2 separate regions of the Sus scrofa genome follow, and region 2 is linked to region 1. Evidence: chromatin contacts called from public promoter capture Hi-C data. All regions are on one chromosome and are shown on one strand. The core of a region is the stretch at or near the end of the contact, and the rest is flanking DNA. Distances in the headings are between cores, read along the strand shown. Region 1 holds the start of GLO1 (lactoylglutathione lyase). Region 2 holds the start of OARD1 (O-acetyl-ADP-ribose deacetylase 1).

What was found. Promoter capture Hi-C pulls out the DNA fragments that hold promoters and counts their contacts.
Region 2: a promoter capture Hi-C map of liver shows a contact between it and region 1, with 4 times the contacts expected there. The contact joins the promoter of OARD1 here to the promoter of GLO1 in region 1. A contact is called at or near these places in 2 of 5 promoter capture datasets (fetal liver and liver) and 1 of 47 Hi-C or Micro-C datasets (embryonic fibroblasts).

What each region holds. Positions count from the first base shown.
Region 1 is chr7:34,179,457-34,185,590 of Sscrofa11.1, reverse strand. GLO1 (lactoylglutathione lyase) reads left to right here and starts at 2,031. Exons shown (of 6, transcript XM_001927957.5): 1 at 2,031-2,210. The coding sequence starts at 2,127.
Region 2 is chr7:36,383,661-36,390,300 of Sscrofa11.1, reverse strand. OARD1 (O-acetyl-ADP-ribose deacetylase 1) reads left to right here and starts at 3,893. Exons shown (of 6, transcript XM_005665959.3): 1 at 3,893-4,029; 2 at 4,851-4,928; 3 at 5,291-5,435; 4 at 6,455-6,513. The coding sequence starts at 4,890. It overlaps NFYA (nuclear transcription factor Y subunit alpha), which reads right to left and starts at 3,586. Exons shown (of 10, transcript NM_001243295.1): 1 at 3,472-3,586.

The sequences.
Region 1 (6,134 bases), core at 782-3,281:
ATGAAAAAAAAAAAAAAAAAGGTATATGTACCTTGCAGTGGGTTGAATGGTGTCCCTTCAAAAAAAAAAACTATGTCCAAGACTTAACTTCTGGCACCTGTCTGTCTGTGAATGTGACCTTGTCTGAAAATGGTGTCTTTGCAAATGTAGTAAGGACCTCAAGGTGAGATCACCCTGGGTCTACTGTGGGCCCTTAATCCTCTGACTAGTGTCCTTAGAAGAGGAAGAGGAAAGAGATTTCAGATCCGGTGAAGAAGGCCATATGAAGCCCAAGGCAGAGACTAGCGTTATAATGCCACAAACCAGGGAACATGTGGAACCACCAAAAGCTGGAAGAGGCGAGAAAGTATTCTTCCCTGGAGCCTTCAGAGAGAGAGTATAGCCCTGCCAACAACTTGATTTCACACTTCTAGCTTCCAGAATTGTGAGAGAGTAAATTTTGGTTGTTTTAAGCCACCAAATTTTTGGAAATTTTTTACATCAGTTCTAGGAAACTAATAGCCCTGCTACCAAAAAGGAAACACTTCTGGAGTTCCCTGGTGGCCTATTGGTTAAGGACTCAGTGTTGTCACTGTGGTGGCTCAGGTTCAGTCCCTGGCCTGAGAATTTCTGGATGTTGTGGGCATGGCCAAAAAAAAGAAAACAAAAGAAAAGAACCACTTCTAGACCATATTTGGAATTTGTGCCTTCCAAAATACTGACTATTCTAAACTATTCCTTCCCCACTACTGCCATCTTCCCTTTTGTTTCTGTATGTGGCACTTACTACTTTTAAGCTTTTAAAAAGTATTTTATACATATTTAAGATACACAGAGAGGTATAAAGAATAATACAACTATCCATTTACCCAACATCCAGCTTAAGCTGTAAAACAATGTCAAAACATTTAAAGCCCAAGTGTATCCCTCCTCTTTGGCTTCCTTCATTGCTGCACAGAGGAAATCATGTTCCTGAATGGAGTTGTTTATTCCCAGGCACTTCCTGATGCCATTACTGGATGTATATTTAGCTCTAAGCAATACATTATATCACTGCAGAGTTTAAAGCTTAGCAAAAATTGTATTGATCATATGAATTCTTATATAACATTAATTATTTCATTTCTATTTCTAAGATTTATCAATGTTGAAATATGTCCCCCACATTCATTAATTTTCACTTACGTATATTATTCCACTGTATGAAAATAAACTATTTTCTTACTTTGGACATTTCGGCTTCACCTATTTTTTTTTTAATTCAACCTTGTTTCTTATACTTAGAGTATAGGCACAATAATCCTCTAGGATATATACTTAATAGTGGATCCTAGGATGTGTTATCTTTAACTTCTGGATGCTGTCAAGTTATTTTCCAAAGTGTTTATAATAATTTAAATTTCCGCTACCAAACGTTGCTCCTCATTCAAACCAACGCTTGAACACGGTTAAAATATATGCCCTAGTATAATTAACATAAAACACACTGCAAGTTATGGACATTTAGATAGTAGTGAAATCATAACAAATATCCTGTGATCCTCACCAAAATCCTGCAAGGAAGCTCAGAGAAGGGTCGGTAAATATTCCAAGATTCTAGAACTAATAAATATTGGAACCAAAACCTGAACCAAGGTTTTTGACAAAGTCAGAGTTGTTTTAATTATCCCGTGCCGCTTAAACTGAGAGAATACTTTTGGATCCTTATCATTTAAAAATTATAACTCCCCATTCTCTTTCCACCAGATTCCTACTTCCTAGCACTTTGCAGCCCTGAGGTATAGTAGTTACTGAACTTTAACAGTTAAACAGAATCAAAATTGGGTCATCAAGCAACTGAGAGAACCGCGCTTTCAAGCTGGCAGCGTTTTTTTGTTTGTTTTTCTGTTTTACCTCAAGCTTGCCTCCATCACACGCAAGGCACCTTGGGCATTGTAGTCTTGGGCGCAGACCTGTGGCCGGAGGCGCTCACTCACTGGAACCCAATCAGCAGAAAGCGAATTTGCTCTCCGCGCAGCTATTGGCTGAAAGTCAGCAGCCACCCGCCCTGCCGCGCCGTCGCGTGGTCGCTGGTTAGAGGGAGCTTGGGGCGGCTGTGGGAGGCTGCTGCATTCTCGGGGACCGTCTTCGGTGATACGCAATTAGCCATGGCAGAACCGCAGCTCGCGTCCAGCGGCCTCACCGACGAGGCTGCCCTCGCCTGCTGCTCCGACCCGGACCCCAGCACCAAGGTGGGCGCAGTACCTAATTCTCCAGAGTCGAAGCCCTGCGTGGCGCGACTGGGGCCCCCTGAAGGGAGCAGATCCCCGGGCTCAGCCAGGCCCAGCTTGGGCTGGGTGATTCGAATACCGTCTGGCCACCCCTGCAGCTCCGCCCGCTTTGGGCTGACCGGAGTGGGCTGGGAAGAGAGCCAGTAGTGTCCAAAGGGGGATGATCCGTCTCTTGAAGTTTTTTTAAAAGACCGCGCGCGACCCTCCTTTGATTTGTTTGGTTTGGGATGGTAACTGGAAACCACGGCTGAGCCAGGATCAGAGCCCTTGTCTGTGTGTGTGCATGTTCCCTAGGTCAGTAGCCAGGGCTGGTAAGAGGAGCAGTTTCAGACCTCCAGTCTAGGTTCGAAGGTTACGGGCCGGTCCCTCCCAGCCTGGGTCATTTTTCTGTAACTGTCCTGGCTCCGGGTTTAACTCCTGCAAACCAATTCATGGCTCCTGACTTTAACCGCGCCCACAGTTTGGCTTTCGATTGGCCTTTACGGTCGCTTTCGGCCGCACTTGTGCTGTGGCCTCAGGAGACCGCAGAATCGCAGAGCTTAGATCCGAAGGGAATCTTAGAAATTCCTTCACTGACCGTCGCTTTGCAGCTGAGACTCAGTAAAAGGAATGACCAGTTGTAGATGAAGGCTTTCATCCCTTCAGCTTGCTTAACGTGTCTGTGGTGAGTCAGTGTAACTCGCTCGGGCGTGGTGCCTCCGTGAATTGTCAAGATTAAACCCAGCAGCCGCTCCGGAGGTTTACCCCAAAGTCCTCAGCACTATCAGTAAACGCCTTAGTATTATTCATTTGACTCAGGAAGTTCTAAATGCCTTGGAGATCGGTTAGTGCATTGTACGGACCTCTAAAACCAGTAGGTGACTTTAGTCCCTACTTGTTCTTTGCCTGCAGGGTGAAGCTTCAGACATTTCTAATTGCTAAAGCCTTTGACTAGCACCTGGTAGTACTTAGCTTAGGAAAAATGTTAGTCACTGCAAAATTAAAGGGGAAAGAAGTAAATATATATATATATTTCTTCTCACATTCATTTTACTTTTATACTCTCTAATGTTAATACCTAGTTATTTCACATAATGTAGAGTCAGAGTAAATTAATGTTCCAGATAACTGAGCTTTTTATGTACTAGACTATTTAAAAAAAAAAAACAACGGATTTCAAGGCTAGCTTTATAAAATTGATTGAATATAGTTAGTTCCTTGCATTCTTAATTTACACTGCATACAATCTCATTTTTTTTTATTTGGAGTAACTTTTATGGCCTTAGGCATTTTTTGAGGCACCACGTGGGGAACATAAAAGGAGTATGTAGTAGTAGCTGATACATATGTTGAATGTGTCGGGCCCTGGTTTGTTATTTTAAGTACATTACTTGATTTAATCCTCACAACAACCCTGTGAGGAAGACATAATTATCTACATTTTACATATAAGGAGGCAGTGGCACAGAGGTGTTGAGTAGTTTGCCCAAGAAGAAGTCCACACTCCTAGCTTCCACCCTGTTCTGTTTCTAGAGTACTAACTACAGCAGTAATTTTGGAACCTGACATGAAGAAAAGTAAAAAAATGTTAAACCTAAGTGAATTCACTCCATCTGATCACTGTTCACTTGCAAAGAGCTTGGTAGGCACCTTGGGAGATACTGGGATGAACAAGATGAAGTTCCTCCCTTCACCAAACATACCCTCTAACCTAAAATGGAACTAAGATTATGTGCTATTGAAAATATAAAGTGCTGTAAGGAGTTCCCATGTGGCTTAGCGGATTAAGGATCCAGCATTGTCACTACTGTGGCTTGAATTGCTGCTCTGGCGCAGGATGGATCCCTGGCCCGGGAGCTTTTGTATGCAATGGCAGCATCAAAAGTAAAATAGAATAAAAATTAAAGTGCCATGGGAGCACAGGAGGTTGAGATTTTTCAAAGATAGCATTTGTGGTATGATGTATGCTCAGGGTATTTGGAGTCTAGAGACTTAGGTTTGAATCCCCTGTTCTGTCACTGTCTGCAGTGATCTTAGTAGGGCACTCGGGCTGAGTTCGTAAAAGCAGCATTAAGAGAAAACGTATTGATGTCCTCTAAACTATGAAAAGCAATACAATTCAAGGTTGTATTTCAACTGTGAGTGTCAGGGAGTGCATCAAGCAGAAGGTGAAAGTGAGCCCAGGCCCTCACATGGGAGGGCACGCTAGGTGGGGGAAACTTTGAGCAAAAATGCAGTGAGATGGCACAAAGATGCAGTGTGGAGCATGTTCTGGAGAGGTGAGTGATGTGTTTTGAGTTCAGGTTATTTCTAAGCAGTGGAGCAGTAGTGGAGGAGACTATAGAGTGGTAGGTTGGAGCTAAATTATGAAGAGAGCTTTGAATGTCACTTATAAGGAAATTGTATTTTATATAGTTTGTGAACCGTTCAGGGTTTCAAATCATTCTGTAGCCTAGAATTGTGGGATCCAATCCTGGAGGTGATAAGGACACCTAAAAGTCTCTTCCAGAAGGTGAGATAAGTGATAAGGTCTGGCTTGGAAAGGAGACAGCAGTGGTGGTAAAAAGTCAACTTTCTTGTGGATCATTTGCATCTTTGTCATACCGATCAAAGAATGTACAGCCACACCGCATTCTGGGCAGTCTGACTTAGCTAACTTCCTTGTAAAGGCCAAATACTTCTTTTCTCAAGTAGTGATCTCCTGAAATACATTCTTTTTACTGTCTCTGACAGTGTCCTTTGATACAGTTATCTGGAGTCCCTTCCCATCTGAGTGGTAGGTGATTGGGTCAGGGAAAACCTTCAGTGTTGGTGACACACTGAGTTTTATCAAATGCAGAGGAGGTAGTTGGTAGAGTTGTATGCAAGGGTTGGGGAAAAGAAGAATGGAAAGGAGGAAGGAAGAGGGATAGTGGCCAGGTGGATGAATGACTGTTCCAGGCAGAGAGAATCATAGTATATATATATATATATATATATATATAAGCACAGTGATGTTGGAGAATTGACACAGGGACCTAAAGGTACACAAAGAGACAAAGTCATAGGCATTGGAAGGTGAAGAGAAGGTACACAAAACAATCATTGGGATGCTCAAAGAAAATACGAACATTCTCTCTCGTTAGGTTCATTTGTTTTTCTTACCCTGTGATCATTACTATTTGGTAAATACATTTTATAATATGTATGTTTTATTAGTATATTTACACTTATATACAATTTAAATATGAATAGGGAGTTCCTGTCGTGGCTTAGTGATAACGATCCCAACTAGTGTCCTTGAGAATGCAGGTTCAGAGTTCCCTTGGTGGCACAGTGGTTAACGAATCCGACTAGGAACTATGAGGTTATGGGTTCGATCCCCGGCCTTGCTCAGTGGGTTAACGATCCAGCGTTGTCGAGAGCTGTGGTGTAGGTTGCAGACGCGGCTCGGATCCCGCATTGCTGTGGCTCTGGCGTAGGCCAGCAGCTACAGCTCCGAGTAGACCCCTAGCTTGGGAACCTCCATATGCCGAGGGTCAGTAGCTATAGCTCCAATTGGACTCCTAACCTGGGAACCTCCATGTGTCTTGGCCCTAGAAAAGACAAAACAAAAAAAAAAAAAGAGAGAGAGAGAATTCAGTTTCCATTCCTGGTCTCTCTCAGTGGGTTGGGTATCTGGCATTGCCATGAGCTGTGCTGTAGGTCGCAGATGCAGCTTGGATCCCGAGTTGCTGTGTCTGTGGTATAGGCCGGCAGCTACAGTTCCAATTTGACTCCTAGCCTGGGAACTTCCATATGCAGCAAGTGCAGCCCTAAAAAGACCAAAAAAAACGAGCTAAATAAATAAACATACATTTATGGGAGGATGTGTGCTTCTTTTATTAAACTGACGAAGGTATGAAATCAAAACCATTTAAGATGACC
Region 2 (6,640 bases), core at 2,644-5,143, 2.2 Mb before region 1:
TAGTTTATCCTGGTAATACAAATGCTTCAATTTAAAAACATAAATCCATTGTATTTTAAAGGGTCAAAAAATGAATCAGCTCCAAACCTAACAGCAATTCTCTGTCACATTAAAGGAGGGACGGATTCAGCTGGGAGCATGATACTGCCACTGCTAATGGTGAAAGCTGTATGCAACCGGCGGACTCTATTGTAAACTTCAGTTCGGAGAACTGCAACATAATCTGACATCATCTCTCCTCAAGTGCTTCTCTGCCCAAGATTATGGAAGAATTAAGTCAGCAGGATTTAGTCTGTCTAGCTGTGGCTCCTAACCCAAAGTTTTTTTCCTCAAAGAGAAAAAGTGTGTGTGTGTGTGTGTGTGTGTGTGTGTGTGTGTGTGTGTGTGTTTATTCTGGTTAGCAAGAAAATTTCTTTCTCCTACTTCAAGGTGCAGAACCTGAAATGTAGCTAACTACTTAGAAACCCATTCAGTGTGGACCCACACACATTTTAAAGCTAAGGCTCAGAAATCCAACCAACCCAGCCATAAGTAAGTGAATTACCATATTTGACAACCACTACCAGGTAGACCAGAACAGTAGCTTTCAAATTTTGACAAGGCTCAGTAAGAAACAAGAAACAAGTTTCATATCACAAATGCACATGCAACATATTAAGTAAAATGAAAAGTCTCAGTCAGGACTTAGAAGTGTAACATAAGATGCACTGTAACATTTTCCAGTCTATCGTAAAAATATTACCAGCACTGGCCCACTAAATTGACTTCACAACTCAACAAAACAGGTCCTGATCTGTTTGATAAAAGGCTAAAAATCAAAGAATTGTTCTGCTTCCCCATCATTCAAAAGGCTTCTGGACTGCAGTTCCTAATTTGCTCCTTAATCTCCACTAGGTGATAGGTGATGTACCACCTATCAGACACTGTCCTGAAGGTTTTAGAAATAAAAGGAAAACTCTGACGAAAATTCTAACTTCAAAGAGTCTTTAAACTTAGTAAAAAGTAAAAGTCTGTAATGAACCCCTGAGAGAGAAACAAAGCAATATGAAGTTTGGATGACAGAATTCTTCCAACTGGGGTAGATAAGAAGGCTTTAGAAAAACATGACATCTGATCTGTCTTAAGCATGAGAAGGCTTTGTCCATGTGATTGGGGTGGAGGGGAATGGAGTACTCCAAATGAAGACAGCATGAAGGGCAGAGAAGTTTCCACATATGAACAGCAGACTAAAAGGCCACATGTTGAGAGAAAGCTAAAGGCCAGATTACTGTCTCTCGAAATTCCAGGCAAAGAAAGTTCTGCGGGCAAGTGGAGTCTCCAGAGTGGTCTACAATGATCAGAGCCTAAGTGTCTCTTAAAGAAGTTCAGCAAAAATAGTTGCTGGTTTTAAAGTGACCAGCTATAACCATTTTTAAGTACCAGGGTATCTATCTAGTCCAAAGGCCAATGTATGTGTTCTAAAATCTAAGCCATAGTACACCATCTATTAATAGTTATTTTAAGAATTAAATAAATTTTTTAAATGATTTAAACAATCAAAAACTCATTCCAGAAAGTGAAAACAAAACCTGTCCCCAAATTTTTAGCAGTGGAGACAGTACTGGGTTAGCTTTCTGAAACCTACCAGTTGGATGACCTGCACATGAGATTATAAAAATGGGCACCATACACAGCCTACTCTATGTGGCAAGCACTGCTGTGCTACATGCTTCTCAAGTCCTGGAAAGGAAATCTCCCTTTCTTCCATCAACATCAGCCACTGCTGTGGAGCAGAACCCCATAAGCCAGAAACTTATTTCTCCAATCCTAGGGAGTTAAAAATGCTCCTGGATTTCTCCTGTCTGGATCGCCACAAAATAACTGCTTCTGAAAAATTCCCTGGCAAGATATACAAGCGTTTTTTTGGTTTGTTTGTTTGTTTTTACCAAATGGGCTTTCCAGCATAAACTCTTCCCCCTCCAACATACAGCAAAGTTTGGAGCGTTGGCACGTGCTTCTTTATGAGCAATGCTCTTCCATTTCTTATCGTCCGAAGAAATCCCATCATCCTTGCCAGTCCAAAGAGTGGCAATGCAGAGCCCTCCGAGGCTGTTGGTAGCTCAACACGTCAGTTGACCACGGAACTGAACTTGGTCCGGTTACAGCACAAAACCGTAAAGTATTAATTACTTGGTCACCTGTCAATCTCCACCAGGCTGGGGAGGTTCCTATCGACCTCCTTACCCACTCTCCTCTCAGCACATACATGGATGCTTGGTACACACCAACTGCTCCATGCTCGGCTGTCAACAGAGATTTTCTCTCACCCTAACGAAAATCCCACAAGACCATTAAGTTTCTATTAACACCAACTGAGAAAACGTCAACATACTAGCAAAAAATCAAACCAAGGGATGGTTGTGGACTGAGCTAATGAGTGAAGCCTGATACATTCAAAGCGACACAGAGAGGTGAAAGAAAAAGGACTGTACTACGTTCCTAAGGGAGCGAGAGTTCACAAGACCAAGCAACAAGAAAAAATGCCAGTGATATAAAAACAAGTTGTGCAGCTTCCGGGAAAAAGAATGCACAGGGCTCGCAATCTTCGAAGACTGAAGTTCCAGGCGCCGAATGGACAGGCCTTACAGCCCGGGCAAGAAAGGCAGACTGCTTGGTTGGGCTCCAAGACGGAGGTGTGCGGTTCTGCCCCGGAGATCCGGGCGGGGAGGAGAGGAAATGACGAGCCTAAAGTGGGTGGTAACGGCGCCTGGCTGGAGACCCGGGCCGAGCTGGGAGGAGGGGCGCAGCCAGACCGGGGAGTGGGCGCACTAACGGATCAAAGGGACGGCGGGGGCGGGCCGGCCCCCCCCTCTCCGCGCCGCACGCAAGGCCCCGTGGCCGGGGCGCGCGTCCTCCCTGGGTCTCCCTCCCGACTCAAGAGGACTGAGATACCCAGACCCGCTTACGGAGAAGTGGGGTGCGCGGGCCCCGCGGGGAGTGATTTCCCTTCCAGGGCTAGAGCGTGGTGAGTGCTAGGGCAGGCTAAAGAGTGAGGCCGAACGACCAGGAGAAAACCGCCGAGGCCCGGGCGCGCGTGTGTGTGTCTGTGTGTATACCTGAGCGTGGGGGCCTTCGTGGCAGTCAAACCCGCCACCCCCGGGCCTGGAGCTTGAGAACCTAGGCCTAAGGGTAGAAACAACCGGGACGCATGGCCAACTGGCCCTGACACCCTGCAAAGGGCTGGACCCCAAGGTGCCTGCTCCCGAGAGCGCCATCCCTGCGCGGGGCAGCCCTCTGCAGGCCTCGGCAGGGAGTACCCCGGAGCGCTTGCAGGCTCCAAGCCGAGGCCGCCAGCAGCCCCGCTCGGTTAGGCTCAGCTCGACTCCCCGGGCTCGACGGGAGCCTGGGCCTCTCCTGAGTGGTCAGCGAGACCCGCCAATCGGGGCGCTGGGGCCGGCTCTGGGCCGCTGGATATTGGCTCCTCACACTCACCGTGCCTCGCTCCCCCGGTTCGCTGCCCGCGCTGATTGGCTCCAGTACCGGACCCCGAAACCCAATCAGAGGCTCCAGCCGCCGCTGCCGCCGCCACTGCCGCTGCCTCGCAAAATGGCGAAGCCGAACAAAGGGGAATCGGGCCTCCCTCCAACTGCCTCCGCGCAGGCGCCTCTGAGACCACGCCCCCTAACCCGAGCTCTGGGCTCGCCCCATCCCCGTTGAGAGAGCACTGCGCAGGCGTACGATGAAGCCACGCCCACTTCCCTAATTAGATTCCTCCCCCGGCCGAAGGAATACGCAGGCGCTCTCTTGACGCGCCGGACCCTTCAACTCAAAACACCGCCCTGAGCACAGGACCACGCAGGCGCTAACCAATTCCTTTGCCAACTGCCCACCCCTTCTATGCGGCCTCTGGAGACACACCCCTGGGACTAATGCGCAAGCGCCGCTCTATCCAACTCGCGGCCGCTATCTCGTTACGCATGCCCGGGCGGCGGCGGGATACTCTACGGAGTTTACCGCCGGAAGTTCGGCGACCAGCACCAAAGAGTGCAGGTCCGGCTAGCTAGCTAGAAGGGCTCGTTTCCGCCCCACTCCCGGGTGGTGGGCGGCCATTTTAGGTGCGTGCAATTAAGGACTGTGGTGGGATTGGCTCTACAAGCGGACTAGTCCGCTGGTCCCCACCTACCAGAGCCCTTCCCCGCGGGGCGGGACCTCCTAACGGCGGACTCCTTTCCAGGTGAAGGGTACCTGGTACGTTGGAGCTTTGAACGAGGCTCCCCGCTCCCTCCCACGGGACCCCGGACAGGCCATTTGGCCTCGCTGATCCGCCCCAGGGTAGGAGAGAGAATGGGAGGCTTCTCTAAACTTCCCCCGTTTCCCCCCAAAGATAGGGGGGAGCTTTCCTTGAGAGGCCGCCTTCTGTTTTCTCGTGCTCGCTCCCGCTGTATACACGCCCGCCCCCGCCCCCGTCCCGTTTGCTCCCTTGTTGCGGCTTAACGGGACCGTAGCCTTGGCCCACCTTTTTGCTTCTGGGCCACACCCAATGCGGAAATACTTTTGGATCGTGCACCGAAAAGGAGACTGCGAATCCGCCTTGCTCCGCGCTGGCTTGGGGAGAGGAGGAGGCGTGTCTTCGGGCCGCCTTTCTCTCCTGGAAAGCGCGAAACGGGAGCGGAGCCCTGCCGCCCCCCAACCCAGGCGTCCGCTTCTCTTTCTTGCCCAGAAGAGTTTTGCATTACTTTTTGAAGGCTGAACGAACTCCCATTCAGCGATAGGTGGGGGGCAGAAAAGTTAGTAAGTGGGTGGTCGGGGCAGTCTGAATGTAATATATTCAGGTTGCCTAAGCATTTTCACTTCCTTTCCCCTTCTTATAGCTGAAGAAACACTTAAATTCTGGAAATAGCGACTCTATCATGGCCGGCAGCCCTAATGAAGATTCAGAAGGAAGCAGAGTGCGTAACAACTATTAACTTATTGGTGAACTGAAATTCAGAGTAATTGAGGTCAAAAGCATAAACACTTTTTAATTAAACCAATAATTGAATTGTCTTTTTTTCTCTCTTCTGTTGATTTCCTTTAGAAAGGCCAATAAAATCCTAGGCAGAGGCCGCTCATCACTTTGTTTTACACATGCTTTAATTCGCTTTAGATAATTTTTTCAATTCTGAGGATTTGTCACTAAATCAAAAGGAGGAAGCGGGGAGAAGTGGTGGTGGGCACAGTAAAGGAAAATAAATAGCTTAGTCTTTTTCTGTAGCTTCGTCTTTTTTTTTGGTATCTAATAAAACATTTTCTTTCCCTTTGCACATTTTAGATTACTTATGTGAAAGGAGACCTTTTCGCATGCCCCAAGACAGACTCTTTAGCGCACTGCATCAGTGAGGATTGTCGAATGGGCGCTGGGATAGCTGTCCTCTTCAAGAAGAAATTTGGAGGGGTGCAGGAACTGTTAAGTCAACGTGAGTTCTGAGAAGAGCTCCAACTCATCTGCCCTGGCTAGAGCATCTTTTGACCTCCTGTTGTACTTGATTATGAAACAAGATATACCCGTATGGGTGGGATTCCAAACCACTGAGTCCTTTTAACCGTGAAGATTAGGTTTTTCTTCATAAAAAAACGGCCTCTAGTTTGGATCCTTTTCCTACCAAATCTGAGTTTTTGTAAAAGTCTTTAATTTCTTCCTAAATCTGTCTTGATAATAACTGCTTCTCTGAAACCTTTCATAACTGAAGTGCTTTAACCAAGTCCATGGGTATTAATTTGGCACTCAAGATCTTCTTTACCCGTATTGTACTTATTCTTCAAAGAGGAGTCTAGAAAGTTCCTTACAGATCCCTTCCATCACTTTCTACCAATGATTTTAAACCAGACATGTGTATTAGAATCACTTGTGGAGCTTCTGAAACAGTTGCTTAGACCACAGTCCAGGCTTACTGAATCCGAGTCTCCGCTGGTGATTCTGATGCCAGTCTTTAAAAAATCAGTTTCTTACTGCTTTGTATTTATTTGTAAACATGACACTTTCTCTTGATTGAATAGTCTTTAATAATTAAGGACTTTTTAATACATCCGTGTTCCCCATGATGCTTAGTTACTTAACACATGAGCTCTTTGTATGTAAAAAGATTATTGAATGAACACACATTTGACACGTAAAAAATGCTGTACATTTGAAAATACTTCAAGGCAGTAGACAAATTTTGTAAATGAATGAGGGTAGATATATTTACAGATATAGCAGGAGCAAAGATAGGGTGTGAAGAAAACATGATTGAGGAAACATTAAGAAAGCTGGAAGTTAAGGAATACAGTATTTGGGAAGGCTGATAAGGAGCAAAGTTTTCTTCAGAATTGAAAATTAATTCTACTTCTGAGATAAACTCAGATCTATAAAGATTTTTTTTTTTTTTTAAATCTAAGAATGGCGATCAGTATTTTGGTTTTCTTGTTTCTTGTTACTATTAACTGTTTTTCTTAGAAAAGAAATCTGGAGAAGTGGCTGTTCTGAAGAGAGATGGGCGATATATATATTACTTGGTAAGATGGGGCCAGTGCTCAGTATGTGCTAAGGTTTAGTGTCCAGATGGGCTGCGCTGCATTTGTGTTGATCACATTGTTCCGTTCTAGCCGCCAAAGGGCTCAAAAAGCCAACTCAGATCAAGAG